Linked DNA regions of Mus musculus: regions 1 and 3 are each linked to region 2. The links are chromatin contacts, called in public promoter capture Hi-C maps. All regions are on one chromosome and are shown on one strand. The core of a region is the stretch at or near the end of the contact, and the rest is flanking DNA. Distances in the headings are between cores, read along the strand shown. Region 1 overlaps Atl3 (atlastin GTPase 3). Region 2 holds the start of Cox8a (cytochrome c oxidase subunit 8A). Region 3 holds the start of Plaat3 (phospholipase A and acyltransferase 3).

Region 1 (4,259 bases), core at 1,134-3,633, 280 kb before region 2:
GGAAGAGTAAGAACAATGGCTGATTCAAACCCAAACTATGCTAGATTATCTGTTCAAGCCTAGGATGGCCTATACACTGAGAAGCTGTGTCAAAATAAATAAATAAGTAAATAAATAAAATAAAAGGCTAAAGCATAGCATCTGACATATATGGGAAATGGCAACTTAAAACCTCTATTCAGGACAAATCTTAGCATGCTCTTTGGCATCTCCCTACAGGAGTTCTTTTCTTTCCTCACCCTCAGTGGCTGACATATACCAATGCTCTTCTGTAATCTCCTATAGTTCTTACTCTCTCACTGAGCTTTTTGGGAGAAACAGAGGGTCTCAAAATCAAAATGTAGCCAAGGCTGTCCTTGAACTCCTGACCTCTCTACTTCCACTTCTATAGGCATGACCACTATGACCAGCTTCAATGAGCTCTTTATTTATAATTTTAACTCTATGCTCATTTTTTACCATTTTTCTTTCTTTTTCCACCCTGTATTTTGGTGCTATAACTCCCCTCCTTTCTAACCTCTGAAGCGACATGTTCAAAGGCTTAAGTATAGAGTCACTAAACGTTCCACTCATACTAGCAGGAGGAATATGTGCAAACACACTGACCTGAAGAGTCAGGAGACAAGTCCTTATTCCAGTTCTACCACTCAGCCTCTGTGATCTGACTGGTTCACCTCCAGTCTCCTTTCAAAACTCCCCAGTAGTAACATTTTACAAGTCTACACTTAGTATTTCAAAATGTTTCCTCTCAATTACTCCATTCAAGTCCTCTGCACTTTCCCAGCCTTATCTCCCTATATGCAATATATTACCAAGTCTTACCATCATTTGTCTCTTCTATAACTGAAGTTTCTGCTTTATTTGGGGGCATTTTTTATTTGAGCTTTTTGTTTTTAGACAGGCTCTTGCCCAGGATCACCTCAAATTCTCAATCTTCTTGCTTCAGCCTCCAGGGTGCTGGCATTACAGTGCAAGGATTAAGAGCAAAGGGCATCACTGTAATGAGGCAGTGGGCAGGGAAGAGAAGCCTCTATAACAACAATACCAGAGTTCTGGCCCTGGGTCTGCCCTAAAGAAACCACTTCAGTTCAACTTCTTCATTTGTACTACAAAGCCAGGCAGAAACTGTTTAGCTCTAAAACCTAACTGCTACTTTTTTGGTTTTCTGTTGTGTTTTTGGTTTGGGGTTGTTTTCAGAGACAGGGTCGCACATTGTAGTTCAAGCTAGCCTAGAACTCATGGCAATCCTCCTTATTTGGCCTCCCAGATATCTGTTAGGATTACAGGCATGAGCTACCAGATCTGCCTTATCTCTCAAGAGTCTCAAATTCTTGATTTCATAAATCTCGTATCTTTTGTCCACATTTGTCTAAGTCTTACAATCTCTGGTGTCATGTATTGTCTCAGTGTGCAGATGTGTACTTTGGAAAATAACTGCTTCTTTAAAGGGAAAGGAGGATATTATTCTCGAAATCTATAGTTGCATCCATGTTCACATAATAAACTTCAAGAAAATAAACAGAGCACCGGGTGGTGGTGGCGCACACCTTTAATCCCAGCACTTCCCCAGTACTCGGGAGGCAGAGGCAGGCGGATTTCTGAGTTCGAGGCCAGCCTGGTCTACAGAGTGAGTTCCAGAACAGCCAGGGCTATACAGAGAAACCCTGCCTCGAAAAACCAAAAAAAAAAAAAAAAAATCTTTAATGAAAAAGTAGTCTAGGCCGGGTGGTGGTGGCACACGCCTTTAGTCCCAGCACTTGGGAGGCAGAGGCAGTTGGATTTCTGAGTTCGAGGCCAGCCTGGTCTACAGAGTGAGTTCCAGGACAGCCAGGGATACACAGAGAAAAAACAAAAAGAGAAAAAAAAAAAAAGTAGTCTAACAGCTTATGTGACATCACAACCTTTCTCCTAATTACTTATGAACTACTGACTTATCCTTTACTTTTGGCACAATATATCGAGTCCACACTAACCAAGAGGTTTAATAGGCCAACTCAAACAATATCCCTAGTAAACTACATTCTATATAGTTTCCACACTTAAATGACAATCACTCACACTGAATGAAAAATGAAGTTAAAAGACTGACAGGTAAATTAGAAATTTTTCTACACATGGATATTACAGCACTGATTCCTACATTACAGGCCTTAAAAACACAGCCAGTAATGGTGGTTCTCAACTTTAATCCCAGCACTTGGAAAGCAGTGGAGCAGGATTTCTGAGGCCAGCCTGGTCTACTCAGCAAGTTCCAAGCCAGCCCAGGCTGGGGTAGAGGAAGCTGGGAAGCCTGGGATTGTAACTCAATATTGTAGCACAAGGTTAGGATAGAGTAGGCCCTGGATTTAATATCTAAACCAACAAAAACAATCTGGCACAGGATCCTAATAGAGGACACCTTTGATCCCAGGAGAATCTGAGTTCAAGGACCAGAGGTACACAACAGAGAAACCTTGTGTCCCTTGCCAATGGGGAAAGGAAAAAAAAAAAAAACGGCATAGGTTAAAAAGCACAGCATAGGTTGGCTAGTAATCATGGTTAGCCTTTTCAATTTTACAAAAGAATACACAAAACCAATTTTATTTCAAGTTAAACTCTAAGAACATTATTAGAACAACTAAGGGTATAGCTCAGTGGTAGAGTAACATCCACAGGGCTCTGGATTCGATCCCAAGCACCACAAATACACAAACAGATACACACATAAAACCTGTATGGTTTTTGTTGAGATAAAATACCATGTAGCCTAGGGTGTCCTTGAACTTGCTAGAATAACCGTGAATTTCTGATCCCCCTGAATTCATTTCCTGAATATTGAGACCATTGGCCCAGTTTCATGGGCGGTTCTGGAATACAGATCATGGCTCAGTGCATGCTACACAAGTACTCTACCAGCAGGTACATGGTACTGCCCAGTCCTAGAATGAGTGAGTTTAAGTGGTCCTCAAACATTTAATTACATCTGAACAGTGATTCGTTCAATGAAAATGGCTAACTGAAAGCAGTTACCATTGCTACTTCAGAAAATCTAATGGATTAATTAAACAGTGTGGGATCAAGCGTGGCAATTTTGGCAATACTGACAACTAGTGGCCAAAAAACCCTTTGTGGAGAGAGGGGATCCTATCCCTACTCTGTACCCACTACATACTAATGGTATCAGTATTACCCATAAGGTTGACATCCAAAAACACCTACAGACATTTCTAAAAGGCACATAGACAGGCTGCAGAGATGGCTTAGCGCTTAAGAGCACTGACCACTCTTCCATAGGTCTTGAGTTCAATTCCTAGCAACCACATGGTGACTCACAACCATCTATAATGGGATCTGATTCCCTCTTCTGTTGTGTCTGAAGATAATGACAGTGTACTCACATACATAAAATAAATAAATCTTTAAAAGAAAAAAAGACACAAACACAAAAATCACCTTCTGTTAAGTACCACTGAGAAGCTGAAAAGATGGCTCAGTAGTTAAAGACAGTTGTTGCTCTTGTAGGACTTGGGATTTGGCTCCCAGCACCCACAGAGCAGCTCACAGCTATCTATAGCTCCATTACCAGGGTATATGATACCTTCTTCTGACCTCTGCAGGCACCAGGCATGTACATGGTGCACATACATACAGACATGCAGGCAAAACACTCATACACATAAAATCACTCTCTAAAAAATTTTAACAGGAAAGAAAAACTTAAAAAAAAAAAAAAACTACTGTGACTACTGTGCTAGAACCTCGTCAGTACTCATCCTCTCTGTCCAGAGGACTCTTTTGTTTTTGTTTTTCGAGACAGGGTTTCTCTGTGTAGCCCTGGCTGTCCTGGAACTCACTCTGTAGACCAGGCTGGCCTTGAACTCAGAAATCCACCTGCCTCTGCTCCCCCGAGTGCTGGGATTAAAGGCGTGCGCCACCACGCCGGGCTCCAGAGGATTTTTTTTTTTTAATGTATTTATTTAATGTATATGAGTACACTGTAGCTGTCTTCAGACACACCAGAAGAGGGCGTCAGATCTCATTACAGATGGTTGTGAGCCACCATGTGGTTACTGGGAATTGAACTCAGGACCTCTGGAAGAGCACGCAGCCAGTGCTCTTAACTGCTGAGCCATCTCTCCAGCCCCTCCAGAGGATTCTTAAAAGCACAGGAACAAAGTTACAAAGTAGACTATATGACTCATGGTGAAGTTATGACCTGAGTTTTCCAGTCCCCTTCTGAAATAACATATTCTCTAAAGGGCAAGAGCAACACACCCAAA
Region 2 (4,134 bases), core at 372-2,871:
CTGGCCTCAAACTCAGACACTCCAGAAGAGGGAGTCAGATCTCGTTACAGATGGTTGTGAGCCACCACGTGGTTGCTGGGATTTGAACTCCGGACCTTCGGAAGAGCAGTTGGGTGCTCTTACCCACTGAGCCATCTCACCAGCCCCAATAAATCTTTTTAAAAAAGAAAGAAAAGGTGTTCTAGGTAGAATGTAAAGAGTAAAAAGTCCAAAATCTGGAAGGGTGGAGAAGAGACCTAGGAGCAAGGACAAAAAACAAGCGATATTGAGAAGTCAGACAGAAGGGCAATATCCAAGATCCGGGCCTTGTCTAGAAAGCAATGGGGAGGGCTGGCAAGATGGCTCAGTGGATAAGAGCACTTACTGCTCTTCCGAAGGTCCTGAGTTCAAATCCCATTGGAGGCCCTCTTCTGGTGCATCTGAAGTCAGCTACAGTGTACTTATGTATTAATAATAAATAAATCTTTGTGCCAGAGCAAGCAGGGACTGAGTTTACAGGAGCGAGCAGAGCTGACCGGAGCAAGCAGAGGTCTTAAAAATTCAGATCCCAACAGTGACATGAAGACTCACAACCATCTGTATAGACACAGTGTAATCACATACATAAATATTTTTTTAAAGAAAGCAATGGGGAACCACTTGATCAGGTATTTGTCTAGTAAAACAAGAAGGAAGGAGAGAGGAGAAAGGAACAGAAAGAATAAAGGCAGAAGGGAGACAGGGGATAAAGAAGAGAAAGAAGAGAGGCAACAAGGCATGGAACATAGGAATAGAAGCAGAAAAGTTCAAGGTCATTCTCATCTACACGGTTTTAGGACAGCCTGGGCTACTGGAGACCTTAAAAAACCAAAACTGGCCGGGCGTGGTGGCGCATGCCTTTAATCCCAGCACTCGGGAGGCAGAGGCAGGCGGATTTCTGAGTTCAAGGACAGCCTAGTCTACAGAGTGAGTTCCAGGACAGCCAGGGCTACAGAGAGAAACCCTGTCTCGAAAAACAGAGAACAAAACAAAACAAAACAAAACTGTCCTAACACACACAAAAGGAGGAAAGCAGAAGTTGAGAACAGTTACCAGTTATGTGGAAACGGGTTTCTGAGAGGATAACAGTAAATGACAGGAGTCTCGGGGCTGGAGAGAGAGCTCAGCGCTTAGAAGCACTCGCTGCTCTTGCAGAGGTCCAGTTCAGTTCAGTTCCCAGCATCCACAAGATTACTCACTATTGCCTGAACTCCAGTTCCAGAGGATCCAACACCCTCTTTTGGCCTCTCTGCGTTCTGCATACACAGATGAACATGCTGACAAAACACTCATAAAGTAAAACTATGTTTTTAAAACTAGAGGCTTACTGGTGGCGAGCTGGAGTCACTAGTACAGTGCTGGCAGAGAGAGGATCCTAGTTAAATGAATGGAGGGAGGAGCCAAGGAGTCAATAGACTTGTAGCTTGTGTGATTGGGTGGCTATGCGTGTCACTCTCGAAGAAAGTGGAGGTGGGAGCAAAGGTGTCTCATTTCTCCTCCCATCTGTGTAGGATGATGTCGGTTGGTTGTTTCGAGGAGCGCGCCAAAAACAGCCCAGGCGGGCGAGGGGGCTTGTCCCGACGTCATTTCCGAAATACTTCCGGCTCGGGCGTCCGGCAACTTCAGCGCCGGAACTTCCGGCTGGTTCGGCCATCTTGACTCCCTGACCTTGGACTGGTCCTCGTCCGTGGTCGTTCCGCGCCGTCATGTCTGTCCTGACGCCACTGCTGCTGAGGAGCCTGACCGGCTCGGCCCGGCGGCTCATGGTGCCGCGGGCTCAGGTCCACTCGAAGCCGGCGCGGGAGCAGCTCGGGGTCCTGGTGAGCGGGACGGACCGGGAGCGGGGAGGTGGGCGAACTGTGGTAGCCTGCGACATTGGCTTAGGCCTGTCCTCAAGGCATGGATGAGACAGTCGCTCGGCTGCTCCTAAGCCCTAGGTATTTTTCCCAAGTTCCTGGATGTCAGGTCAGCCCGCTAGTTTGTTTACTCTGTTCGGCCTCTCTAAACCCGTCTCTCCTTCCATTCCCCCCCCCCCCCCACCGCAGGGGAGGGCATGCCTGGTAACTGGCAGCGACGTCATGGTTGTTACTGCTACATTTTATTATTAAGGAGGGCTGCAGAGTTCACCAGGTCTACATTCCCAGAGATGTAGGAGCATTTAGATACTAGGACAATTTTTACTTTTAAAACATTAGTTTAAAAACATGAGGCAGGGTCTCTTGTAGCCCAGGCTGACCACATTTGACTTTGAAGCGATAATCTCTTTAGTGCTGGGATAACAGGCCTGTGCCATCACTTGTGGTTTATGTGGTGCTGGGGATCAAGCCCGGGACTTTGTGTTAGGCAAGCACTTTCTTAATACTACACCGCAGCCTAGGCCCCCCCATCCCTCCCTTTTTTGGAGCTCTTCTGTTTTAAGTGACAATGGGTCATGAATCCAGATATCTGGGCATTGAATTAGGGGTAGAACCAAAGCACTGCCACTGAAGAAACAGTGACAACCAAGCCATGCCCTCTCTTACGCCCATTTAGTGGGAGGTTGAGGCATGAAAACAGAGCTCGGGAATTCAGGCCAGCTTGGGCAACATACTGAGACTCTGTCTCAAAAACAAGAGTCTGGGGGCTGGAAAGATGGCGTTTGGTGCATAGCCTCATGAAGACTGGTTCAGGTTCCAGCACCCATATAACAAGCTTGTAACTCCAGCTCCAACGCATCTGACATCCCGTCCTGACCTTGGGTAAGCATGCAAACACATACCTGTGCTCACACACATGCATCATACAAATATAGATAAAACACATCTTTAAAAGATACAAAACCCCAGCAGGGCAGTGTGGCACACGCCTATAATCCAGCACTTATGCTATAGAAGCTGTGGATCTCTGAGTTCAAGGCCAGCCTGGTCTACTGAGTGAGTTCCAGGACAGCCAGGGCTACACAGAGAAACCCTGTCTCTGTGTAGACAACAAACAACAAAAACAAAAAAAGAGAAGAAACTGTATAGAAAGCAAGGACACGTGAGAATGGTTTATTTAAGAAGTATTCGCTTCACCAGCATGAAGATTTGACATTGACTACCCAGTAACCGGCTAGTCTTTAGCCCTAGTGCTGGTAGGGGGAGAGGGGCAGGGAGCTCCCTGGATTCCACTGTTCAGCTTGTCTAGCCAAAACAGTGAACTTCAGGTTTAGTAAAAAAAAACCTGTCTCCAAAAAAAAAAGAAAGAAAGAAAGAAAGAAAGAAAAGATGGAGAGCTGTTAGATGAGATGCCAGACATCAAGCTCTGGCCTTCACCCACATGGAAAACAGCACACATACACACCAGTGAGCATAGTGGCACTTGAGTGTATTTCCAGGACCAGGGCATCAGGAACAGGAGAATCTCAAGTTTAAGCCCAGGTCTGGGTGGGGTGCATAGTAAGACTCCTGCCTGCACCCTTTCCCCCCACAGATAAATACATCTTTTTAAAAACCAAAGACCTTTATTTCAAGGCTGGAAATGGACTTGACCCAGTGTCCCCTCCATCCTTAGAGTCTCTCTGTGTCTGTATCTCCCCCTCTCCTGTGCTGGGGATTGAACCTCAGGCCCAAGTTGCTTTCTTTAGTGTGGGTCTGCTGGATTTTCTGCCTTGGTCTTTGCCACTGAGGGACTTCCCATGCCTAAGGACTACCTGAACTGGGAGTGCCTACAGAATTCTTGCCCTGAGGGATCCTTCTTTCTTGTACTCTGTGTAGGATATCACCATTGGGCTCACTTCCTGCTTCGTGTGTTGTCTTCTGCCTGCGGGCTGGGTCCTGTCACACCTGGAGAGCTACAAGAAGCGGGAGTGAAGGGAGCAGTCTTCCCTCATCCTTTGACTAGACCACTTTTGCCAGCCCACCTTGATCATGTTGCCTGCATTCCTGGCTGGCCTTCCCCGGGATCATGTTATTCAATTCCAGTCACCTCTTCTGCAATCATGACCTCTCGATGTCTCCATGGTGACAACTGGGACCACATGTATTGGCTCTGCTTGGTGGGGTCCCCCTTTGTAACAATAAAGTCTATTTAAACCTTGCTCCAGAAATGCATCATGTCCTTCTGCACCAGGCTTCTGCCTCCACACAGAAACGAGGA
Region 3 (4,098 bases), core at 757-3,256, 340 kb before region 2:
CCATGCCTTCATTCACAGCCCTGGAGATGAGATGACAGTACATACGGAGCTGGATGCAGGAGAAAGAGTGACACGTCTCCTCAGTCTGAGAAGAGAGGATTCATCAGTGAGATTTCATAGCTTCTACATAAGCCTGCAATTGGTGTATATTTATTTCTTACTGTTTTAATTAAAAAGTGAGTGAGGTGGCTTATAAAGCAAAGGAGCTTGCTGCCAAGCCTGATGACCTGACTTCAAATCCCAGAACCCAAATAGCGAAGAGGGGAACTAATTCCCGCAGACAGCTCCCTGACCTCTACATGTTTGCCACGGCATATGCATGCCCCCCAAAACACATACACAAACACACACATACATATACACAAACATGCTTTTTAAATTGTCTACTACAACAAAATTATATCAACACACGGTTACACAGTCAAAACACACAACTGAGACAAACATGTATTTTTATGAGTCAGCTCCTCACGGCTCAGCAGAGTTCAAGCTTTATATGGAAAATATAAAATATAGTGCTAACTTCTGTGCTCTTGGGTTTTCCCGGGTTCAAACAGAAAGCAAAACAGCCTGGCCTCACAGTACCAGAAACAGAAAGTGCAGCCTGGAGTGACTCTGCTGCTATGAGAACTGTTAGGTTTTAAGTGTTGTTTTCACTTGGGAACCGAATAAACTTGAACTTGATTATAATCCCACACCAGTACTCAGCTGGAGCACAATCCCAAGAGGGTTGTCTGCAAAAACCTGAACCAAATCAACAGTCTTGTTAAAATGAAGAAGACATTTGCCCTGTTCCAATCTCAAGACATCATGGGTTAACAAAGATGCCGGGGGCTGGGATGTGGCTCAGTCGGTAGAGTGCTTGCCTACCATGCAGGAGGGCTTCACAAAACTGGGTATGGGGCCTCACACCTATAATTCCAGCACTCAAGAGGTGGGGGCAGAGAAACCAGAAGGAAGAAACTGTCCTCGCTAAATAGGAAGTTTGAGGCCAGTCTGGGCTACCTGAAGCCTTGTCTCAAAAACAAAAGCAAAACAAAAATCAGAAAGAAAAGAGAAGGGGGGATGGAGGGAAGAAATGAAGGAAAAGCCAGAGCTGAGTGTTTGCTGGCAGCAGGGATGGCCATGGGTCAGCTGACAAGACAAAAATAAGCAGAATCAACTTCAGACATTCGACCCAGGAACCTGCCCAGGGTCCGGGTTTGGTAAGAAGACCCAGCCCCCAACTTCCCCCCCTCTACTGCTTTCTATTGAGCATGTTTCAAGCAGGGTGGCAGCCAACTGCTGAGGCTCAACAGGTGGCAGCTGACCCACAGCTCATACCTGATCCCCCAAGGGTTCAAATGTAGCTTCCTCACTACAAAGCTCCTCTCTTCAAAACAGCGAGTCAGACCCGGAGAAAACAAGAGTCACCATTAAAACACTACACCCATCCCTGGCCCACCCTTGGCTTCTCACGCTGTACTTACTATGGGTGCTAGCATTTTCCAGGATGTGTGAGCTTCAATTTCAGCTTAGCAGCAGCGTGGATGCCTAAGACACAGAGGGGAGCAAAGCTCATTAAGTCTCTAGCAAGTCTCCAGGAGCAGGGTAGCTTTTAGCAGAGCCCTCCAGAAACTTCCACCAAACTTCTCCAACTTTCTCGCTCTCCTCCGCTCTGACCTGAGCTTGCCCTTGAATAGACAAATCCCTCTCTGTAGGGCAGAAGCGGCTCACGGGATCCTTGGTCACCAGCAGGGTTCCTGGCCAGGCAGGCATTCGTGCGCCCCTGGCTCCTTTTCTCCGCGTACGGCGGATGGCAGACAGGTGGCAGCTCTCGCCTGGCTTGTTTACGCAGCCGAAACACTCTCCGCCTCCCAGACAGCCCTCGGGGACCCGCAGAGGCACCCGGGCTTCTCACCTTTGCTTGGGTCCCAGAAAAAAACTCTCCAACCTCCTCGCGCCCCAAGTAGGCAAGTGGAGGCCAGCGCAATGGGGACTGGTTTAATGGCCGCAGAGTCCAGGCTGAGCCAGATCACCCCGCCCCTCCTCCTGTAACTGGCTAATGAGAGCGTCGCCAAGGGCATGCCACTACTCAGTAGTCACTTAGATGCCTCCCTCCCGCTGCGTTCCCGCCTCTCTGCTCCTCTGCCCCAGATTCCCCAGCCCTTGACAGCCTATACACACTCCTCATGGAAGAACATGTTATGTCGAATTACATTTAATCTTTGTACATGAATCATACCAAAAGGCTATTTTTTAAGAGTAATACATGCCTGAAATCCTAGCATTTGACAAGCTGAAGCAGGAGGATTGCCATAAGTTTAAAGTTAGCCTGAGCTACTGTTTGAGATCTTCTCTCCAAAATAATAATAATAAATAATGATGATGATGATGATAATAATAGCCAGATGTAGTTGTTTATGCCTTTGTTTCCTGCACTCAGGAGGCAGAGGCAGGCCCATCTCTGTGAGGCTAGCTCCACATAGTGAGTTCCAAGGGTGCCAGAGCTATGCAAAGAGACCTTGCCTCAAAAATCCAAAATATAATAATAAAAATAAAAATAATGACAACAACAGTAATGTGGGGTTGAGGAGCTGGCTCAGGGGTTGAGAGCACTTGCTGCTCTTGCAAAGGGCCCCGGATGGTTCCCAGGATCCACATGGTGGCTCACAACCATGATTAACTCAGTTCCAGGGGATCCAATACCTTCTTTTGACATTGTTACTCATGAGGTACAGACCTGGTACATGTGCACACATACTGACAAAACACACATAGAGAAGACAGCTTGCACAGGGGTTTCAGCCAATAGAAAGTCTTTATTAGCCTGGCTGTCAACTACAGTGGGTGTTCAGTGTAGCACTTAGCTTTTCTCAGAGTGAGCTTTTAAACACAAAAACCATGTTCTGGGTTGGCATTCTTCAGTTAACAAGAACAGTTAGCCAAAAGCAGGCTCACAGAAGCCAAAAATAAGATTAGTACACCTGGCCTCTGTTTTAGCTTTGGCAGGTGGTGCTGTCTGCCTGAATGATACTTCCATCATGGAGTCAGTTGTGCTAAAGTCTTGGGGCCCACTAAGTCTGAAGCTCTGTTACACTCATAAAATAAATCTCAAAACATTTTTGTAATTGAAGGAGTTAAAAAAATACACTCCCTGGCATTTTGATTGAGGAACATGAAATATGTAATTTCTTTTGATTTCCTTTTCAATATTCAGAGATTACTTTATTCGTGTTTGAAATCAAATCCATGAACATAAAAGGTTAGATGTTTAAAACAGTATATTACCATTGCACAAATGAAAAAAGAAAAAGAAGCATTCTGGACAAACATGGCTACTGTTCATTTCTGTACAGTGTTCTTTTCTCTTTCTTAAAAGCAGAAGATGAGGCTCTGCATGGTGGCACATGCCTTTAAACCCAGCACTCAGGAGTTAGAGGTAGGAAGATCTCTGTGACTTCAAGGCCAGCTGGGGCTACACAGTAAGATCCTGTCTCAAAAGCAAAACAAACAAATAAATCAGGAATCGAAATTCCCAAATGATGGCTTCTCTCACTAAAACAGAAAGAAACCATCACCCAGAGGCCCTGGACTCTACTCCCAGCACCACTCCAAAAGGATAGCAATAACTCGCCTTTTCCGATTTCTCACTTAACGTAAACACTTCTGCAAAGTTTAACTATTCTTTTTCCTCCCTAGCTGCTTCTTGGGGTCCTTGTCCCCTCCTCTTCCTCACACTCCATAGTTCTTTCTGATCCTGGAGTGACTCTTGGGACCTCATGGACACTAGCAATTGAAATTGGGCCACAAATCCATAAGTCTTCATTTCCCCCTGCAAACCCCTAGGATACACACAACTTGCATCCGGGGAATGTGCATGCTTCTCCTCCTGATCGTCTATTCCAAGTCAATTTAATTCTGAAAGTCAACCAGGATTAGATCAGTAGAGTTGGATTTTTGCTTCTCCCTACAAATCTATGTGAAATTAAAAAGCCAGCCAAAGGGACAGGTTTGGTGGCATACAACTGTAGTCTGAGGCAGAAGATCACTTGAGCCTGGAAGTTCTAGACCAGCCTGGTCAACTCAGTACACATGAGAGTGGTGGAGACAGCTAGA

The links. Promoter capture Hi-C pulls out the DNA fragments that hold promoters and counts their contacts. Capture Hi-C pulls out chosen DNA fragments and counts their contacts.
Region 1: a promoter capture Hi-C map of 3T3-L1-derived adipocytes shows a contact between it and region 2, with 2.5 times the contacts expected there. A contact is called at or near these places in 4 of 39 promoter capture datasets (3T3-L1-derived adipocytes, liver and pre-B cells), 2 of 484 Hi-C or Micro-C datasets (CD8 T cells and embryonic stem cells), 7 of 130 datasets of targeted methods (the 230-238 cell line, bone marrow-derived macrophages, effector CD8 T cells and 3 more) and 3 of 9 other capture datasets (adipose tissue, liver and pancreatic islet).
Region 3: a promoter capture Hi-C map of adipose tissue shows a contact between it and region 2. A contact is called at or near these places in 2 of 130 datasets of targeted methods (memory CD8 T cells and pancreatic cancer cells) and 2 of 9 other capture datasets (adipose tissue and pancreatic islet).

Annotation. Positions count from the first base shown.
Region 1 is chr19:7,499,020-7,503,278 of GRCm38.p6, reverse strand. The region is part of intron 1 of Atl3 (atlastin GTPase 3); the gene reads right to left. Among named protein-coding and RNA genes, the nearest start is that of Atl3, 6.7 kb to the right of the region's middle.
Region 2 is chr19:7,215,103-7,219,236 of GRCm38.p6, reverse strand. Cox8a (cytochrome c oxidase subunit 8A) reads left to right here and starts at 1,621. Exons shown (of 2, transcript NM_007750.2): 1 at 1,621-1,838; 2 at 3,753-4,079. The coding sequence starts at 1,725. The coding sequence ends at 3,848.
Region 3 is chr19:7,555,367-7,559,464 of GRCm38.p6, reverse strand. It overlaps Plaat3 (phospholipase A and acyltransferase 3), which reads right to left and starts at 2,006. Exons shown (of 5, transcript NM_139269.2): 1 at 1,901-2,006; 2 at 1,470-1,533. The coding sequence starts at 1,484.